Linked DNA regions of Mus musculus: region 2 is linked to region 1. Evidence: chromatin contacts called from public Hi-C data. All regions are on one chromosome and are shown on one strand. Each heading gives the region's core, a stretch centred on a gene start, on an enhancer-like site or on the middle of the called end of the contact. The rest is flanking DNA. Distances are from core to core; before and after follow the strand shown.

Evidence for each region. Hi-C and Micro-C count contacts between places; a contact is called where the count stands out from the background.
Region 2: a Hi-C map of the C2C12 cell line shows a contact between it and region 1, with 4 times the contacts expected there. The contact joins two enhancer-like sites. A contact is called at or near these places in 1 of 484 Hi-C or Micro-C datasets (the C2C12 cell line) and 3 of 115 datasets of contacts at active chromatin or transcription factors (bone marrow-derived macrophages, heart atrium and pancreatic cancer cells).

What each region holds. Positions count from the first base shown.
Region 1 is chr5:122,635,008-122,637,925 of GRCm38.p6, reverse strand. No RefSeq gene overlaps it. Among named protein-coding and RNA genes, the nearest start is that of P2rx7, 7.5 kb to the left of the region's middle. Within about 2 kb of position 1,450, at least 67 of the 459 cell types and tissues checked have an H3K27ac peak or open chromatin away from gene starts, as enhancers often do. A contact at or near this core is called in the C2C12 cell line and heart atrium, where this site is marked.
Region 2 is chr5:123,135,164-123,138,081 of GRCm38.p6, reverse strand. It overlaps a transcript of Rhof not described here. Among named protein-coding and RNA genes, the nearest start is that of Rhof, 4.0 kb to the right of the region's middle. Within about 2 kb of position 1,456, at least 257 of the 459 cell types and tissues checked have an H3K27ac peak or open chromatin away from gene starts, as enhancers often do. A contact at or near this core is called in the C2C12 cell line and heart atrium, where this site is marked.

The sequences.
Region 1 (2,918 bases), core at 201-2,700:
GGAAACTACTGATTCTAAAACCCTTGCTGGTGTGTGCGTAGAGGGAGACCCCTGGCATTATGTGACTTGCTGCTGAGTTTGGAAGCCTCAGGGGAAGCAGCCAGCAGGCCCAGCAGAGGGAATCTAAAGTGTCCTGAGGACACCAGACCATGAGAAGACGCAAGTGGGAAAGGGGGTGGGGGGCGCGGGAGGCGCCTTGCCCTCAGAAGCCATAGGAAGAATGCTGCTCCAATAAGTCAGCGGTCCAATAAGTCAGCGGTCACAGACTTAAGGGCCGGTACAGAGCTTCGTCATAAGCCGCACTTAGTCAAGTGTGGGCAGATAAACCATGGGACCAGACAGAGTCAAGGATTAAGCGCGGTGAGAGTGGGGGCTAGGCGTAGGAGCAAAGCCTACAGCATCTGGGGAGAAAGGATTCATTCACGTCACACACTCTGGAAAGGACAGGCTAGCTGAGTGGTGTGGAGGTGGCTGAAGACGGGGGACTGTGGTACTTGAATTCATCAGGTCTAAGATGTTTAGTTCTAGGAGACAGAGTGGAAACACCAGCAGAGAACTGGTTCAGCTACCCAAGATGGGCTTCTTTGTGTTTCGACTGCTTGCATTTGGGATTAAGGAGAAAATAAAGGTAACAGGTTGTTGCCCTTTGCAATAGCGCGGTGATGACGTCACGAAATGACGTCACCACAGGAGGTTTTTACCTCCCCGCTCCCTCCTGCAGCAGCTGGCGTTGGACTCTTCCTCCTTCCAACTCCGTCCCTGTCAACACTGACGTGGCTGCATTGATGACTGCCCCTCAGGTGTGTCATGTGTCAGCACAGTTCATTGTGGCCGGCCGGCGAGAGCTATGCCAAGTGGTACTTTCCCTACTCTGTGGCTCCGTGGCGGATCCTGGCAGCAATCCTCTCAGCCTTCCCTCCTCCGCCTCTAATCCAGAGTTCTTAGGTCCTGCTGCTCAGCAGTGGCACAAGACTAAGGGGAAACTCTGGATTTAAAAACGCTTTCAAATAACTAGATAAACAAACAAACAAATAAATAAATAAGGCTTTTTGCTGAGTTTTAAGCCTCTCCCACATGTGGCTATTAAAAAAATTATTTAAATAAAATAATATAAAATAAAACCCTAAAAAAGAAAAGAACAAAAATAAATAAATAAATAAAAAAGATAAAATAAAACCCTGAAGTTTTCTGTCACACCAGCTGCACATGCCTAGTGGTTCTCCTTTTAGGCATTGACGGTATAGAAAGTTCTATGGGACATACCAACTAACTACCCGTGCTAGCTGGGAAGGAAAAAGAAGAGAGTTTAGTGTCAGGTCAGTGATGAAGGGGAAGACAGTTCCAAGTCAGGTGACCTCTGTTTTCTGCATGAAGGAAGAGGCAGAGTAGTCCGATGGGAGGGAAGACAGGGGCGGAGGCCGTGGGATGAGAGTACAGAAGAGTCAAAGCTGTTGCTATGGTGAACCGGGGAAGAGAGCCAACAGGGACCACAGGAATTCCAGGGTGCTGTGGAAAACTGGAGACCGTGAATTTGTTATTGCAATGGTCTGCATGGCTGCCCAGGGGACAGGATTGAGCCTTTCCCCGAGGACAACCTAACGGCCCACCAGTGCTTCCCAAAAAGTTGAGTGGCTCTTAGGATTTGTAGCTGTTGGCGCCATCGGGGTATGTTATGGGCATCAACTGCAAGCAGAACCCCAGACACAGGAACAAGAGGAGGACTCTATATCCCTGCTGCCTCTTGCCCCTAAGTCACATTTCTCTGAGTCTCACACCCTTGCTGGCCCCATAATGCAGGGAAGTAAGCTCTAAGTCAACTCAGGCATGGAGAACAGTTTCAATCACTGTCTTCTACCCTCCTCAAATTACCAGTCCCCAGGTGTAATAGACACCCCTCATGGCCCACTCAGAGGCCACTCTTCCTTTCTTGGATAACAGAATCCTCGTTTGTTGTTTGTTTCTGACAAGGTTTCCCTGGGTAACAGTCCTGGATGTGCTGGAACTCACTCTGTAGAACAGGCTGGCCTTGACTCACAGAGATCTGCCTGCCTCTGCCTCCTGAGTGCTGGGATTAAAGGCGTGTCTGGATATTATTTAGTTATTTTTTGAGACAGTGTCTTGCTACACAGCCCAGACAAGCCTTCAACTCCCGATCCAACTCCTGATCCACCTGCCGGAGCCTCCTCAACGCTGAGAGTTCAGTCACGTGCCACCAAACTTGTCCTTTCAGATTCCCCAATTTAATTTGAAGCCCTTGGGAAAGATACCTCTATCCTCCACTCGGTTGTATCAAGCTGGTCCCGTTTAACCTGGATGTGATCGGGTATGAAAGCTCATGGGGCCACTTAAAAAAAACATGAAGGAAATTTTACCATGGGGAGGGGCCTTCTGAAGAAAGATTTTATTCAGAAAAGATCAGGAGAAGAGGCGGGACTTCTGTATCACGTGCTCTGAGTGGCAGAGCAAATAAGAAGGGCTTGGCTGGCGTTGAGTCACGTGACCTTTTTTTTTTTTAAACTTATAGCCAACGTGCTCTGCAGTGTGGTTGTGGCTAGCGCCACTACAGTCTGTGTCACAGGTCCAGCAGGCTACCCTTTCTGTCATCTTCCTCCTAGCAACTTTGCCCTAGAAGTTCTTTGGCACTGAAGCTTCTGATAATTGATAAGATGAGGTTCCATTTTTTTTAAATCCTTTCTTCCTGTCCTGCTTGTAAGGGCCCTGACAGCTTCTTTGTTAGTGTAGCTAGCCTAAAAGAAATCTCACTCTAGTGATGAATGGGTTCCCAACCTCTAACTCCCATAAATCAAAAGAATTTTGTAGTTGTTGGAGACAGGGTCTCTCATTTGCAGCCCTGGCTGTCCTGCAGCCCTGTGTAGACCAAGCTAGCCCTGAATTCAGAAATCCACAAGCCTCTACCG
Region 2 (2,918 bases), core at 207-2,706, 500 kb before region 1:
CGTCCGAATTTACAGGTCTTGGCCGGAGACCGGAGCCATGTCTGTGTTATCCCCACTGTAGACAATCCTTGCTTCCTCTGGACATCTGGAGCAGGCCCAATTTGACTGAGAGCCTTCCCCCACTAAGGTAGGTAAGAGCCCTTTCCCCAAGTTCAGAGAACTGTTGCCGGGCTTTGACCTGCAGCCTTCGAAGGGCGGCTTGGGATCCCCAAACCTGCTGGGCTGGTTCTGCAGCCCCTCCCCCACGCTGATGTGGCGGTTGTGTGTGTGAAATGGGCGGCCTGCTGGGTCCATCCAGCCCCGCCTGTCAGCTTCTGCTGTGGGGCGTTTAGGGCGGGCGATTCTCATGCCGAATTTAGCAGCTTACTAGAGCAAGGACTACCAAGTATTTCCCAGTGGTGTGGTTTATGGTGGCTGGGAGGGCCCTGGAAACTTCTGAAGACGGTGACTGCTGCCAGGTTTCCCAGTGGTGCTTCAGACATTGTTCCTGAACCCCATTAGGGGGACCAGCTGAGCCCCCTTCTGATGTCTGCCTTGCTGGATAGACAAAGAAGCAAAAGATGTGAAGTGGTAGCCAGCTTCCCGAGAGAAAAGATTTCCTTGGCTTCTCCTTTTCCTGGATCCGAGCTCTCAACAAGGCCAGGTGTCGGTAGCCTGGCTTCTAGAACGTGACACAAACGGAGGCTGGCCCTTCACCTGTCTGTAGTGATCTTACAGAGTCAATGAGGTCTGTGCTTAGTCTCTGAGCAGGGTCTCCCCAGCTGCACCGGCATCAGAAGTCAGTGGTTGGACCCATTAAACCCGACTGTGCCCATTTCTCGAGTTTCCCTCTTAGGCAGTTACATCTAAGAACTTGCTCTTCTTACAAGGTTCCAGGTAGCACCAAGTTTCTAGACTCTCTCTAGTAGGTGGCACCTGGGATGTCACCCAGCTTGGTGGCTAGCAGTTGGCTTGCCCTCCTCCTAGGCAGGAAGCTTTGCTGCTGAAACTGGTGTGGCCCTTGATCCCTGACCCCTGGCCCCCTAGTGTGTTTCTCGTTTTGTTACTTTGATAAGCCATTTGGCCTCAGGTGCCGCGGCTCCTGCTGGCTTCCCCTATTTGGGCCTCAGCTTCCAGCCTCTAGTCTTCTCTTTTCTCCTCACCCCTACAGTGAGTGCTGACGTGTGAGTCGGGGAGCCTGGAAGGCTTCCCTGAGTTGTTGCTGGAGGCAGATTGGTGCCTAATCAGGGTGCTTCTAGTCTGGCAGCTGTAGGTTAGATGTGGACCTAGCTAGTGACCTTGGACCATTGCCTCTCTTCCCCCTCCCCGGGTTAAAAAGACCACAATACCTGCTGGAAAAGGTTGGTGGGAGGATTAAGTGAGATTAAGAGGGCCAGACTCCTGCTCTGACCTCACAACCAGTTGGCCTCCATTGTGATAAGGATTGTTGCTGGGAGTGGTTGCTGCCTGCGCCGGTGGGGGCTGGGCTGTCTCCAGGGCTCCTCCCCGCCAGCCCACTTCCTGAAGCACGTGCTGGAGCCTCCAGGCAAAGGAGAAAGAAAACTGGCTTTGCTTGGGAAGGCAGCCAGCCCTGTTTTTCTTCTAGTGTTTGAGTCCAGGCTGTTCCCGGGGCTCCGTAGGCTGTCCTGTGGTTGGGTCGGGATTTAAGGGCCACCCACCAATAGCCCCAAGAGAAGAAATGTCTCACCCAAGGTTATGAGGCCACCACGGAGCAGAGCCTGGACAGGGTTCCAGGTGTCTTGATTTTCAGCCCAGAACCTGGGCCCGTGACACCCCCTTGCCCAGCTGTCTGGGTTATTTTAGGCTCCCTCCCGTGCCAGCTGTCTGCCTTTATCACTGCCAGAGAGAGCTGTCTGGTATAGCAAGGCTCCACAATGGTCCCGTGGCTCCCGCTGGTGCAGAGGGCCAGGCATCAAGTCCGTCGATGAGCTGGCTTTCTGCTGGGAAGGCTGAACTCCTCACCCCTATTGAGAAGGGGGGCGGGGAGAAGAGCGCTTTGCTAGGTTGGTCTCGTTCATACTTTAGATACCTGGTAAGCCTTGGAACACAACTGATCAACCCTAAAGGCTCTGGTTAGAGTCCTTGGATCTGGCTGGGGTCTTTATCTCCTCCAGCCTCCCACTAATTGATTTAAGTCGCGCTGTGTCAGCTGTACCCTGGAGGGCTACAGGCTTTAGGGAGCAATTAGGCGCTAAGCTGTGACGTGGTGCTTGAAAGGGGAAGATGGAAGTGACCGGGACCAACTTGTGGCTTGCTCTCTACTTCAGGTCTTTTCCACCTCTCTCTCTCTCTCTCCTTTCTTTGGCCCCTTATCACCTCCTGGGCTGTAGGGTGGGGCAGTTTGTCCTGCTGTTGTTCCTGGCCCCGAGGGGTGCCCCGCCTCCTGGTCACCCACGGAGCGTGGGGCGGAGCCGCTCTGGCCTGCAGAGAGAGGGCCACGCCAGCAGAAGGCTTGCCTGAACTGGGAGGTGGCTGTACTCGATTTACTACACGAGATTCCAGTGTCCCCGCCCCTTCCGGCTCCTCCACCTGGCCCCGAGCCCAAGTTTGGAATATGACCTTTTTAGACTCTCTGCAACCGAGGTGGGTCGGAGGACCCGCCATCCCCGCTCTCCACGGCCCCCAGTGTTTTCTCGGATTGTTCCGTGCCAATGGGAACCAGGAGGGAAAGTTGAACAAAAACCTTCAGAGCTATTAAATTGTCGCGTGATGGAGGAGGGTCTTGCTGTGTCCGGGCTAGTCCTAGTGACAGGTTAGGACCCTAGGTATATCCCTTTGTACCAACGTTCGCTGGTTTTCCGCCTGGCTTCCAGAAATCACTAAGCCCATCCTCTGCTTGTTCCCTGGAGCTGTTAAGTAGCTGAGACTTGGAGCGGTCAGGCTGCCTAACCAGGTAGATAAGATAGCCTGGCTTCACC